Regions from separate parts of the Sus scrofa genome. Here region 2 is linked to region 1. A link is a contact called in public Hi-C data. All regions are on one chromosome and are shown on one strand. The core of a region is the stretch at or near the end of the contact, and the rest is flanking DNA. Distances in the headings are between cores, read along the strand shown.

Region 1 (6,966 bases), core at 2,109-4,608:
CCAGTTCTTTGGTTTCCTAGTCTAGAGCCCTCTTCATTAACTAAGAGTTGCTTGCTTTCAGATTCCTACAATCTAGTCTGCCTTGGACACAATCTAATTTTTTTTTTCCTCCTTTTTCCCTAAGCTGAGACTGGCAGTTCACTTAGATGGCTAACTAACTTCAGGGAGGTCTATCCTGCTAAGGCCACCCCCCTGCCCACAGTCTTCAAGGTGGAGGATACGAAGAGATGCACTTCTCTGCCAGAGGCAAATATTTAAGTGCATTCACAGTAGCATTTTTCTTTTGTTTTTACAGCCACACCTGTGGCACATGGAAGATCCCAGGCTACAGGTCAAATCAGACTGCAGGTGCAGGCCTACGCCACAGTGACAGCAACACTGGATCCAAGCTGCAGCTTGTGGCAACGCCAGATCCTGAGTGAGGCCAGGAATTGAATCCACATCCTCATAGAGAAAAATTGGGTCCTTAACCCGCCAAGCCACAACAGGAACTCCCGCACTGACTATAGTAAAAACAACTATTTAAGCTTAAATCATATTTACCTTTTAATATATGGACTGACCTGGCACCCCCACCAGGTCACTACTTCAGAAGTCATCCCTCACATGAGATGTTTCCAGGAACCTGTGGGAATGCCACACACAGGTCAGATATTGTTTCTTTACAATGTATGCCATCCACTGGATAAAAATAACCTCTTAACTGCTACAAACTTAACAATTTTTAGTAAAGATAGGGAGAATGACCATGAAAATTCTTATGCTGCAGAGATTCATTGGTTATCTCTTGGGAAAGGCCTAAAAAGAGGACAATGAATGTAGCAGGAATACACATTTTTTTTTTCCTTAGGAATACACATTTTTATTTTACAAAATTCTATGAGAAATAGCTGGCAATACTATCTAGCACTTATTTTTTTAAAAAAAGCAAACAACAAAAACAAAAATCCACTTAATCTGTCTCTTCAAGGTGAAGATGACAGTCTATTAATGAGTGAGAAAGTTACAGTTTTTCTAAAGAAACTAATGCTTATGGAGAAAGCATTTTGAAAATGCCCTACTGGAAATGGTTCCAAAACTGTTTTTTTGTTTTGTTTTGTTTTTTTTTTTTACCAAAAACAGTGTGTTTCACCTATAAAACTTTTGCATAGTTGAGGGAAAAAAAAACCTCTAAAATTTGTTTTAAAAATCTAAATGACACTTCCAAGGGCATTCAAACCCATTGTTAAAAATATAAAAGCTTCCAGTCATTCAGGAAGGAATGATTGACTTAAGATGTAAATTTACAAGCTGATTTACAATTAAAAGTCTTTGCCATAGAGTTCCCGAGTGGCTCAGTGGGTTAAGGATCTGGGATGTCACTGCAGTAGCTCCGGTTATTGCTGTGGTGAGGGTTCGATCCCTGACTGGGAAATCCTTTTTTTTTGCTTTTTTGTAGGGCCACATCCATAGTTCCCAGGTCAGGCGTTGAAAGAGAACTGTCAGTCTAGGCCACAGTCACAGCAACTAGGGTTACGAGCCTCACCTGCAACCTGCACCACAGCTCACAGCAACACTGATCCTTAACCCACTGAGCAGGGCCAGGGATCGAACCCTCATCCTCATGGATCATAGTGGGGTTAACCACTGAGCCATGAAGGAAACTCCTAGCCTGGGAATTTATGCATGCTACATATGTGGCCAAAAAAACCAGCCTTTGCCTTGTGGTGAATGTGATTGGAAGAGGAGTTATCATGATTTAACAAAAACAATCAAGAATGCACCCCTGGAGTTCCCTGGTGGCTCGGAGCTGGCGTTGCTGTGGCTCTGGTGTAGGCCGGTGGCTACAGCTCCGATTAGACCCCTAGTCTGTGAACCTCCATGTGCCGCGGGAAGCAGCCCTAGAAAGACAAAAAAAAAAAAAAAGAGAGAGAGAGAGAGAAAAGAAAAATGTTTGGTGATACCACCAAAGACGTTTAGGAAGGGAATAAAGAAAAGGCTAATAGCAATTTCAACTGTGACGCCTCCGATTTCAGGCAGACCTGTCTTTGCTATTTCTGGTTTAGGGACTGAAGCCAGATGGGGATGGGGTGAAATTCTTATATTTACTAACTTGTACCTGGTATAATTCAGAGGAAGCTTCTAGTTCATTCTGAGCCCGCAGCAGATGCTTATTAGTCTTTCTTCTTGCTCTTTGCAAGCTCATCACTTCTAACACTGCTGGGGTCCCTCAGCTCCCTCTTTATTGCTTCTGGATGTGTGCAGCTAAATACACATACACATGTAGTCCCCCCAGAACAACCAAGATGGTGTAGAAGGGAGAGAACATAATGCAAATACATCACTGCCAGCAGGGTGTTTTACAACAGCATTTACCTAGGCAAGAAGACAAAGTTCATCTCCCAGTCCTAATGAAAAAGGTTTCCTTGCTGTCTTAATTATTTTTAACTATAACGCTTGGGACCTTCTGACTAATGTCATGTTACTTGGAAAGATTTAGAAACTGTGATTCTATGAGAGGGGAATTGTGGAAAGAGAACTGTCTCTGAAAGGATTTTCCATCTAGTTCAAAAACACTTTACTCAGCCTGGTATTAAGATGCCCAAACAACAGGAGAGGGAAGAGCCAAAGGGTCTCTTCCCCCACCTTCAGTGGGTGTTAGAAATGAGGAGAACCACTCAAAAGGGAGGAAACAGTTAAAAGAGCTCCGGGAGCCCAGGCAGGAGGGCGCGACAAATTTTTGCAAAATAAGGAGAGGAAAAAAAGGTGGGAGAAGGGACGCAGGGGCGGTGGAGAGCAGGGGTGATGACTGGGAACGCAAAACCCAGGATACGTGGGGAGGGGGCCTAGGGGCGCCGGGCACCGCAGCGGGGGTGGGAAGAGGGGAAGAAACAAAGGTCGGGTCCGGAGGGCAGGGCAGTAAAAGGGGGGAAAGCACCCAAGAGAAAGCGGAGAGAAGGCGGTAGGGGTGGTGGCGAGGGCGGCGCGCGGTGCCTCGCGGGGTCCGGGCCGGGGCCGTCGAAGGACCAGGCCAGGAAAAGCCGGGGATTCGGCCAAGCCCGGGATCAGCTAGGCCGCAGCGACGGGCAAGGCCGGCGACTGTGGGGCCGCGGAGGGAACCGGCCGAGGAGCGGCGGCGAGGAGTCAGCGCGGGGCAGTGCGCGCAGGGAGAGCCGGAGAGGGGCCGGCGGGGCGGGAGCGGCGGCCGCAGCATCGCGGCAGGGAAGGGCGGTCGGTTTCCCGCCCCCGCCCCCCGGCCGCGGCGTGAGGGGAAAGGCCGGCGGGCAACGCCGGGAGGAGGAGGAGCCTGCGGCCCCGCCCCCGCCGGAGCGAGGGAAGGAGAAAGGCTCGCGGGGAAGGAGGAGGGAGGGCAGCGCGGGGAGGGGGCGGCCGGCCGGGCCTGCGCCCGAGTGAGCGGCGAGCCGGGGGGGAAGGGGCCCGGAAGGAGGCGAGCGCGGCCGCGACGCCGGGAGCCGGACGCCCGCCCGTGCCGGCCTGCCGCCGCCGCCTTCCCTGCCTGTGCCCGAGCCGGGAGTCCCGCAGCCGCCGAGGCCGGAGCGCGGCGGTCGGGCGTGGGGCGAGCGGGCGAGCGGGGCCGGGAGCCGGAGGCCGCCGGCGGTCCTGCGCGAGGCGCGGTGGGCTCCTGCCTGCGAGATTAGGCGAGGGGCGGAAAGGGAGGAAAAAGAGAGGCCGAACGAGAGAAGCCAGGCGATCGGATTGTCCGGGAGGCTGGTGTGGAGGAATATCCCACCCCGAACTCAAATCCACAATAATAATCCAAACTAGTAATAATAAGGGAGCAGTTTTTCTGGCCAGGCGAGAGGCAGAGCAGGGGGAACGCGAGGAAGCGAAATCTCCGTTTCATGGAGGCTGAGGCAAGAGAAATTTTCGGAGCCTGGATGTGGAGGAGCAAAACAGAACTAACTCAGGAAATTGTCTTTCAGAAAAAGGCCGAACCTGGGCTGGGAATCAGGCTGGGGTAGGTGGAGAAACCTGCAAGTTTAAAGGAAAAAGAAAAGGGGGGAATATTTTCAGAGACTTTTTTCTCTGATTTGTGGCATTGCTACCAATTTAAAGGTTAAAAAGCATTGCATTTCAGGTGTTTTTTGATTTTTTTGGGGGGGCTGCGATTGGCTCATTTGAGGATTTCAGAACCTTTAATGTAAAAGCTTTTTTTTTTTTTTTGAAGGAAATTCATAATTTTGGATCCCAGGGTTGCACTGGACTTGGAAGGAGTGCTGTTGTGTACATACTATTATATGGTTTATTTATTTTTTTACTGTGCAAATCAGCTGCAAGATTTTTTTTTTCCAGGTGCCAATTTGGATTTATTCTTTTTTTTTTTTCTGTCCCTCAATATATCTGTTGTTGTGGTTTTAAGCATTGGAGGCCAGAGAATTGTTTTTCCCCCCTTTGGAGCTTGAGGCTCTCTTGCCAACAGAAGGACAGCTGGGAAAACTGGATTAAAAGGATGGTTTTTATCCATGTTTTGCAGTTAAGACTGATATTTTGAAGGCACATTCTTTCTGTGATTCATTTTTTTTTTTTTTTTTTTTAAGCCCATAGCGCTAACCTTGAAGAGATTTGTGGTTGGGTTTTTGGTTTCTAAGAAGGTCACAGTTTTTCTCTTTTTCTTTCTTTCTTTTTTTTTTTTTTTTTTTTAAGAGGGGGGAGGGGAAAGGGGGCTGAGAAAGGAGACCATGTTAACTGGTAGAAGTAGAATGGAGCTTCAGTTACCAGGGTCCTGAGAGCTGGAGGAAAAAGGATTCAATCTTCAAGTTGAGAGGCCCTCCTCTCGCCCTTCTAAAAAAATTGCAAGCGATTCAATCTCGATCAAGACCTCAGAACTACAGGATTCTGGAACCGTGGAGACACCGAGAAACCATGAGTGTAAGGTTACCCCAGAGTATAGACAGGTAGGTTTGCTAATATTGTGGGGTTGTTTTTTTTTTTTTTTTTTTTTTAAACCTTTAAGGAAGAAGACTGAGAGGGAAGGTGTTGCATTTTGATAAAAGGTTGCAAAAGGGTCTGGGTGGGCTGTGGGAATTGGTGGTTTAGAAGCATTGGTCTTGGGTACTGTCTGGGCATGTGTGTTTATTCTCCCTCTGTGTGTGTCCATGTTCAAAGCATATCCCTGATTCAGTGTTTTTTTTAATATAAGCGATAGACGGTGATGCCAGGAGTGGGGAAAGAGAGGGAAATGCTTCCAGCCGCCTTTGACTTTTGCCAGGCCAGAGGCTGAATTTGAGTCTCCAACTTGCCAGCCTAGGGGTGGGAGGCGTGCACAAGCCTGGTCACGTGAGACCTCAGGGTGAATTGGGACCGGCTTTAGGTGTTGGATCTGCAGGGGGAAAGGCCCTGGCAGGGGCGTGGGCCTCCACCAGGCTGGTCATTGTGGAATGGTGGGGCTTAGTGGATGGATCCACTGAGAAGTGGGTGGATCCCGTTTCTACCTTGAGGAGGGTGTTCTTGCCCTGAACGATGAGACAGAAACACCCTTTGCACCCATGCAGGTCTGGATTTTTACCAGTGGCTGGTAATGGCCCCCAAATGCATAGATCACACTAGAATTTCTTCCTCTTCAAGCTTAGGGTTTAAATGGAAATCTGCCAATCAGCGGATGCGCCAGGTTTAATCTTCCAACCGTTTTTAATAAGCTTGACTCTGCGAAATGGGCCTTCCCTCTGCCTAGAGCCGGAAGAGGTTGTGTGGGGCTCTTAGGCCTGACAGGCAGAGGCACTGGGCCCTTAGAGTCTGAGCACAGGATGTTCTTACCCCCCACCCCAGAGTCTGCCCAGCCTCCACATCCCCAGTAACACCACAGTTTACAACTTTGTTAAGGTGTCTGCCTTTGCTTTTCCTCCCCTTCTCTTCAACCCTTTCTCCTTGAGGATCCTGAGAGAGGGTTGTTGTGTGGGTGCTGCACACGTCCTAACTGGACGGATGGATGGTTGGAAGACTGAACAAGCCAATGAAAGGCCTGGGGCGGGGGGTGGGGGGGCAATGGTTACTGGAGAGCTAGGGAAGAATATTTGGAAGGGAGCAATTGCTTTCTCCCTATGCAGTTAACCTTTGATTATCCATGGTAATAATAATTTCTTTTTGGCTGTGGAATGTGGCCTGAAATGCATATAATCTCTCGCGCGCTCGCTCGCTCTCTCTCTCGAAAACAGTAATCTCAGTATTGCCTCAGAGTCCCGTTTAGATTAGTTCAGCACTCCCCAGACGGGGACCTGACTTGGCAGTGGAGAGAAGGCAGACAGCCACAAAAGACAGAAAGTGTATGTGGCTGTTTGGAACCTCATCCCTTCCCCTTTTTGTTGGCTTCTCTTTAGCTTGACTCTTGTAGAGGGAGAACTGAGGCATGTCAAGGCAAGGAGTTGAAATGGTTTCATGGCTACCTTTCCAATCCCCTTGGAATTTGGGAATTAGCGCACTTGCCTTTTTGAGATTGGGGTGTGTGTGTGTGTGTGTGTGTGTGTGTGTGTGAACTCTTTCTCTGAATTCAGAGATGTGAGAAGACAGAAACCCAGGGGTTGGGGATGCAAGAAAGAGGCAATGAGGGTTCCTGGGCTGGTGTGAGAGGCGCCTCTGGGAGTTTGCATATCCTCCCAGTCTTCTCGGGATTTGTATAGCATGGTTTTTCTGAGCATTTTCATAGGAACATATTTCATTTGAGCCTCAGACAAATTGGAGATTATTAGTCCCCTTTTCCAGAAGGGGTGATGGAGGCTGAGAGAGGATCCTTGGCTAGTCCAGTGCCATCTTCCCTGATGAATGGCAGACTCTGGACAAAAACACCGGTTTTCTAATCCTGAACCTGAGGCTCTTTTTGTTGCCCCACCCTGTCTAAGAAGGTTTGTATCCAGGTCCTGTGGAATAGGTGGAGGGACTGTTTTAGTCTCCTTGTCTGGCGGTAGGGTGAGATGCTTTTCAGCACCCTCTTGCGCTGTTGGTTTTAATTGTCTTGGGGCTGGCACCTATAAT
Region 2 (6,966 bases), core at 3,004-5,503, 61 kb after region 1:
CCCGGTGGTGGGGTGTTGTGGATGCAGCCAAAGACAGTAGATGAGGAGCTGCGATTAAAAGACCTTTAAACGTCTATTCTGAGACTCCTTTACTGATGGGGGTGGGGTGGGGTGGGGTGGGGAGAGCTCTTGCCACTCAGTGTTTGCACTAAAGTTTTGTGCATTTGCTAGTCACCTGCAAGTGACCGTGTCTCATTCAGTTTTGAACCCCCTAGTGCCTGAAGCAGCCCTGTGCAGCAGGACTTTGTGCAGTGATGGCAGTGTTTCATTCTGCACTGGCCTGTACAGTAGCCATCAACCAACCGTATGTAGCCACTAGCCATAAAACAACTGAGAAACTGAGTTTTAAATTTAAATATCTACGTGTGGCTAGTGGCTGTTGTATTAGATAGCTAGCACATGTCTAGATTCTAGTACTCTTTTTTTTTTTCCAGTTTTACTGAGATGTAGTTGGCATACAGTGTTGCCTAAGTTTAAGATGTGCAGCATAATGACATGCATGTATTGCAAAATGATTACCACCGTAAGTTTAGTTATATCACCCATAGATTCTAGAACATTTATTAAATGGCGAACTAAGTTGACGCTTTACCTTGGATGAGGAGGCGGGGGGCTGGGGGTGGGCAGGGCATGATGAAATCTGAGCACCAAAAGTTGTAGCTTCTGAATTCTACGTTCTTGGAGTTCCCATCGTGGCGCAGTGGTTAACGAACCCGACTAGGAACCATGAGGTTGCGGGTTCGGTCCCTGCCCTTGCTCAGTGGGTTAACGATCCGGCGTTGCCGTGAGCTGTGGTGTAGGTTGCAGACGCGGCTTGGATCCCACGCTGCTGTGGCTCTGGCGTAGGCTGGTGGCTACAGCTCCGATTCGACCCCTAGCCTGGGAACCTCCATATGCCGTGAGAGCGGCCCAAGAAAATGGCAAAAAGACAAAAAAAAAAAAAAAAAAAAAAAAATGAATTCTACGTTCTTGACTGGCTGATAGAATGGGAACGCTAGGGAGCAGAGTAGCAAGAAGGAACAGTATGGGCAAAAGCAGGCGCTGGAAACCACATCGAGTGAAAGGACAGTGAAGGGCAGGGACCAAAAATAGGATGAAGGAGTTCCCATTCTGGCTCAGTGGTAATGAACCTGACTAGTGTCCACAAGGGTTCGGGTTCGATCCCTGTCCCTACTCAGTTGCCATGAGCTGCGGTGTAGGTCGCAGACGTGGCTCAGACTCTGCGTTGCTTTGGTGGAGGCCGGCAGCTACAGTTCCCCTAGCCTGGGAACTTCCATATGCCGCAGGTATGGCTCTTTAAAAGAAAAAAAAAAGTAGGATGGAGCACTTAACTGTGTCAGACACCAGGGACGCTGACCATCAAGACTACCTGACTTCATGGACTTTACAGCCTAGTCTGCATAGCCCTACAGACAAGCAGACAAGCAGGTCCGTTGGTTGGTCGTGCTGCAGTAGGGATAGGTCCTGGGAGCTGTGGAAGCCTGGCGGGGGGGCAGGGGGGGCTGGGGGAGGTTGGGGAGGGAGGGAAGCGCTGACTGGCATCAGGCAGTACTTCCTGTTCAAGGCTATGGCTAATAGCCTCACTTGAAGATAGGGTGACCTTTCTCCCGGGGACAATGGGGAAGCTCTGAAAGGTTTTAAACAGCAAAATAGTGCAGGTAAATTTGCGTTTTATTAAGATGGCCATACTGCATTGTGGCCAGTTTCCACCCTTGGGTCCTTCTTAGCTCAGTTGTGGCTTTTCTTTTGAACCGTCTCCAGTGTCTTGTCTGGTTTATGTCTTGTTTTGTTTTTCTTCCTTTCTTCCTCCTTTCCTGCGTCGTTCTCTCCTGGGCCCCACGCTCTCTTCTTCCTTGATGTCCTTCTCTCTCTGATCCAAAGATCAGCCAGTAAAAAGCAGTCTCACCTGTCCAGGTAAGTGGGGTGCCAGGGTGAAAGGGGAAGAAGACCCTCCCTTTAAATCTACAAGTTATTTATTTGTACTTTATAATACTTATTATTTGAATAGTTAGTACCTTTACAGGACTCAGAATTTAAATGGTACAAACAAGAATATAATGAAACGATTCCATCCCTTTGTCCCAGCACAGTTTCCTTCTTTAGAGGTAGCCAGTGGTATAAGTTTCTTTTGTACCCATCCAGAGGTATTTTAGATATTTTTTGTATGTGTAAACAAACATATAAGCAAATCATTTCCTTCTCTCCTATTGTCTGCTTAATTCTGCATCTTGCTTTTTTCACTCAACAACATGTCTTAGAGACCATTCCTTATCATATATAAAGAGCCTACTCATTTTTTTATGTGACTGAATACCATGTCAGTATATTGATATAATGCAGTTTATTTACGCAGTCACCCATTGTGAACACTTGGATTCTTTGCTGTGGTTTGCCGCTGCCCACGGTGCTTCCATGCAGACCCTTCTACATAGTCATTCCATAGATATGAGGAGCTGATGCCCTTTGGAGGGGGAGCAACTGTTGATTAGGAACTGGCAGCCCATAGGCTTTTCTAAGAAGGAGAGGCACAGCACTGGTCTGGGCTTCTGTTCTTGCAGGGGCCCTATTAAAGAGAGCGAGTGATAAGCCTTCTGGTTTGGTGATGTGTGGTACCTTGAGGTTTTAGGGCCTTATAGTTTCTAAGCAGGGTGCCTTAGCCGCCTGTAGGAAGGGGCTTGGAATACTGCCATCAAACCGACCAGATTCCTGTTCTCCTGTGGCACACACAAAATGAACAGAATTTCAGAGGCCTGAGCCATTGTTGTACCTCTTCCGTCTAGAAAAGTGTCTAAGTTGCCAATTACTCAACAGGTAAAGGTGCCAGTTACTCAACTGAAGGCCTCGTTACCCTAGGAGAGGGCCCAAGGGACAAAGCTCAGTGAGGGAGATTGTGCTACAGCCAGTGCAGTGCTCTGCTGTGTCCCTGTGGGCTTCTGTGTGTTTTGACCCACCCTTGCAGTCTCCCCCTCCTTGCAAATCATCGCCTAAAACTAACTAGCTGTTTGTTTTTCTCCTGTCTTTTTCTCGCATTCATTTTCTCTGCTGCCTCCGTTCTGTTCCATCAGCCCCATTGCAGCCTGGTAAGACCCACCAAGCGTGTGTATTTGTGCACACCCTGTTCTTGCTATTGTCTCTTTGTCTCCTGACTCCAGGATGGGCTATTTCCCTTCACGCCTTGCTGGGTATTAAAGAGATCATGCTTGCCCTGCCAGCCTAGGAGTCCAGATAGGTGGTATTGCCAGTGGGGTAGATGTGGCTCATCTCCCACTAGATTGAGCGGGTTACAGGGTGAGAGGGTCAGTCTCTCGTTACCCAAGACCTAGGGCCCCTTTTCACAGAGCTTCCTTCTCCTGCAAGGCTGGTCGCTCTCTGCCCAGTTCACTGATGTGCTTTTCTTGCTCTTTCTCCAGGTTAAGTAGCCTGTCTTTGGGAGATTCAGCACCCGAACGCAAGTCCCCTTCCCACCACCGCCAACCCTCTGACACCTCTGAGACAGCAGGTAAGCACCTTCTCAGGCATTAACACATGGACACAGGCGTGTTAGCCCACATAGATCTGCAGAGCGCAGATGTTAAACAGCTTAACCTTTATATTGAACTCGTATCGTGTTATATGTTTTGTACAAATTGCCCGCTTCAGTCCTTTTATCAATGGTAGAAAGCGGACTTTTATTATCCCTATTTTATAGATGAGGAAGCTGAGACCCAGATGGGTTAAGAAATTTACCAAGTGTGCAAGCTTGTCGGAGACAAAACCAGGACCTGAAACCAGAAGGGGCTTAATTCTAGAACTCGTGCTTTATCCGTTACGGGAAACAGTCACACATATATACCTACATACACGCACGATGTCGCGTACACACCCACAGGGATGGAGACCGTTGGGAGTTACAGTTATTTTTCTTTTTCTTTTTTGCTTTTTAGGGCCGCACCCATGGCATAAGGAAGTTCCCAGGCTAGGGGTCGAATCAGAGCTGTAGCCGCCAGCCTACACCATAGCCACAGCAACGCAGGATCTGAGCCCATCTGCAACCTGCACCACAGCTCAAGGACAATGCTGGATCCCTGACTCACTGAGCGAGGCCAGGGATCAAACCCATATCCTCCCAGACACTGGTCGGATTCGTTTCTGCTGCACCACAACAGGAACTCCTAGCCTTTCTTTCTTTTTTCCTACGGTCTGCATATGGTTGTACATGTGACAGAAGGGGTTTTCTCTTGTCATTTATCCTTCCCTGGATTTGGCAAGGGGCCAGCCCTGAGTCACCCCACATGACTTAGCCAACTTCTCAGAGAGTCAACAAGCACTGGTGTCCCTCCTGCTGAATTCATTGGACATAATTTGATGGAAAACTTCCAGTCTCATTTAGGCTTCAATCACAGGGCTGTTTCTCTGTAATATTAGTTTTTTGTTTTTTGTTTTCTCTTTTTTAATGGCTGCACCTGTGGCATATGGAAGTGCCTAGGCTAGGGATTGAATTGGAGCTGCAGCTGAAGCCTAAGCCACAGCCAACAAATCTGAGCCACATCTGGGGCCAGCGCTGCAGCTTGTGGCAACCCTGAATCCTTAACCCACTGAACGAGGCCAGGGACTGAACCTGCATCCTCATAGAGACAATGTCAGTAGATTCCTAACCTGCTGAGCCACAGTGGGAACTCCCTGTGATATTAGTCTTCAGCCTGGAGTTGGCTATGCTCCTTCTTTGGTCAGTCTCATCCAAACAGACCTAAAAAAACAGACACACAAGAGAGACAGACATCTCAGCGCCTCAGAGAAGGGAATTTCTTGTATAGAATACAAAGTTGATGAGAGGGTTTTGTCGATCACTGAGAAAAGCATGCAGTGCAGTAGTGTGTTTGGACAGGATAGATAGGTCTGGGGAATCTGGTTCAGTCTGGAAAGGCTTCTTGGAAGAAGAAACGCACCGGGTTTTTCCTGGGTTGGTCTTGGCTCGTGTGCACTAACTTTGCAATGACAGTTCCTACCCAACCCCTTCTTTCTCCTTCTTACCTCTCACCAGGTCTTGTTCAACGCTGTGTCATCATCCAAAAGGACCAGCATGGCTTTGGCTTCACAGTCAGTGGGGATCGCATCGTTCTGGTGCAGTCTGTGCGGCCCGGTGAGTGTTGTGTCCCTGCCACCTGTGTTCGTACAAAGCCATCATGTGTGTGACAGTGCCGTAGGCTCAGAGAACTTGTGTGTGCTTTCCCTACAGGCCCGGGCGTCCTGGGGCATAAATGAATTACTCTAGAACTGGTTCCACAGGGTGTCTCAGGAGGTCTCCACAATGCTGAGCCTCCAGGCAGAATTTCAGGCTCACAGGAGGCTTGTTTCCCCTGTGGAAAGTGTGAAACTGCCAGAATAGCCCTCAGGTCATCAGGCAGGCACCTGATTGCCCTCCAGGGGAGCCCTTCTTCCTGGGTCAGAAGATGCTGTGGAGAAATCCAAGACCCCCTCTTCACACTCACCTTCACGTGACCTTGCTCAGTGCGCTGTGGTGGTCACGTTGGTGCTCACAGTTGTTCACAGTTATGTTCACGGTTGAGCCAGGCCCAGTGGTCCCAAACGTATTTGCAAGTACCGTGAACACTAAGTAATAAATGACCAAAAGATGCGTGTTGGACAACACCCAGGAGGAAAGGGCGTTTGGAAGTTTGTGTTACGAAGCGTAGTCGTTTCCCTCTGATCGGTCTGGGAAGCCTTCTGAGAAGAAAGTGGGATTTCAGGGGTGGTTGGAAAGATGGAAATGGAAAACACACTGGCAGGATGGGGATTTGGTGCGAAGGGAGTAGAGAGTGGGAGGGCATTGCAGGCAAATCAGTCGAGGAACCGTCTATGTGTGAAAAAGCTTCGGATGTTTCAAAGCACCGTCATATGTCACATGGTAGAGTCATTGCTGTTAAGTGACCCAGAGTGAAGAAGACGGTCAGGAAGGACATGGGAGTGGGGGAGAGTGTGGGACAAGTATCCCTAAGAGCAGTAAACTTCACCGTAGCGCATGGGATTGGGCCTGGCAGGTGGCACATCACAGGCTTGAAGAAGAGTAGAAGGAAAGAGTCGGGAGCTGGCCCGCGTTTCCCCACCAAGTACGGGGCAAAACAGGAAGGAGATAGACTTTCCATAGTTTGGGACAAATATTTGGGATTTATTTATGGGAAAGGTGAAAGGAGAATTTCAGATTTATGAACAAAATGGGGTGTGAGTATCATACAAGGCTGTAAATAGTCATAGCTTCTTTATGTTTGTGAATTATCAGTGGGTGTTTCATTTTTCACATCCTAGGGTAGAACTCCAATAAGATACTTTTATTCGTTGCTTCCGTGTTCTGTCAAGGTTCCTGGACTAGGATGAGCCCGAGCGAGTGGGACCGCCAGTAACTTAGACTTTGCTTGATACAGAAAGTATGGGGATCCCCTCTGGTGAAGTGTGAGTTCATCACCCCTCCAGTTCTTTCTCCTCTGAGGCCTGAGCAGAGTCAGACTAGAGAGGAAAGAACAAAAAGATGGCTTGCAGTAAAATAGGAGTTTTGGAAAATGTGTGTGTGTGTGTGTGTGTGTGTGTGTTTTGGGCAGGAGAGAGGAAGAGACTTCATTTGGATTGGCATCGAAATCACAAGAGTAACAAAGCAGTTGTTATCTTTTCCAGATTTGGGGTTTCTCAGCTCACTAGTTCTCAAAGCGTGGTCCATGTCCTGCCTCCATCAGATTACCTAGGCCCTAGGACGACTGAAATCTTCTTTCCTGGGCCCAGTCCCAGAGGTGCCAAGTCCCTTTCTGGCAAGGGTCCAAGAAATATGCTTTTTAACAAATCCTCCTGGTGATTCTCCTGTTTACTGAAGCCTAGAACCTCTGCTCTAATTCCTTTACTCTGAAGAGTTCGTTTTGAATCACTCAGTTACGAGACGTTGTCTCACGTGTTTCATACAGTCAGGCAAGCTGTGCTTTCCTCTCCACCTTTAGTTTGTAG

What was found. A called contact is a pair of places that touch in the nucleus more often than the background predicts.
Region 2: a Hi-C map of alveolar macrophages shows a contact between it and region 1, with 1.7 times the contacts expected there. The contact joins the enhancer-like site here to the promoter of ARHGEF11 in region 1. A contact is called at or near these places in 1 of 5 promoter capture datasets (liver), 4 of 47 Hi-C or Micro-C datasets (adipocytes, alveolar macrophages, embryonic fibroblasts and 1 more) and 1 of 2 datasets of contacts at active chromatin or transcription factors (alveolar macrophages).

What each region holds. Positions count from the first base shown.
Region 1 is chr4:93,042,175-93,049,140 of Sscrofa11.1, forward strand. It overlaps ARHGEF11 (rho guanine nucleotide exchange factor 11), which reads left to right and starts at 3,359. Exons shown (of 42, transcript XM_021089647.1): 1 at 3,359-4,895. The coding sequence starts at 4,864.
Region 2 is chr4:93,102,603-93,109,568 of Sscrofa11.1, forward strand. It overlaps ARHGEF11 (rho guanine nucleotide exchange factor 11), which reads left to right. Exons shown (of 42, transcript XM_021089647.1): 2 at 1,882-1,914; 3 at 3,066-3,080; 4 at 3,411-3,499; 5 at 5,021-5,119. Among named protein-coding and RNA genes, the nearest start is that of ARHGEF11, 61 kb to the left of the region's middle. Within about 2 kb of position 4,254, at least 2 of the 83 cell types and tissues checked have an H3K27ac peak or open chromatin away from gene starts, as enhancers often do. A contact at or near this core is called in alveolar macrophages, where this site is marked.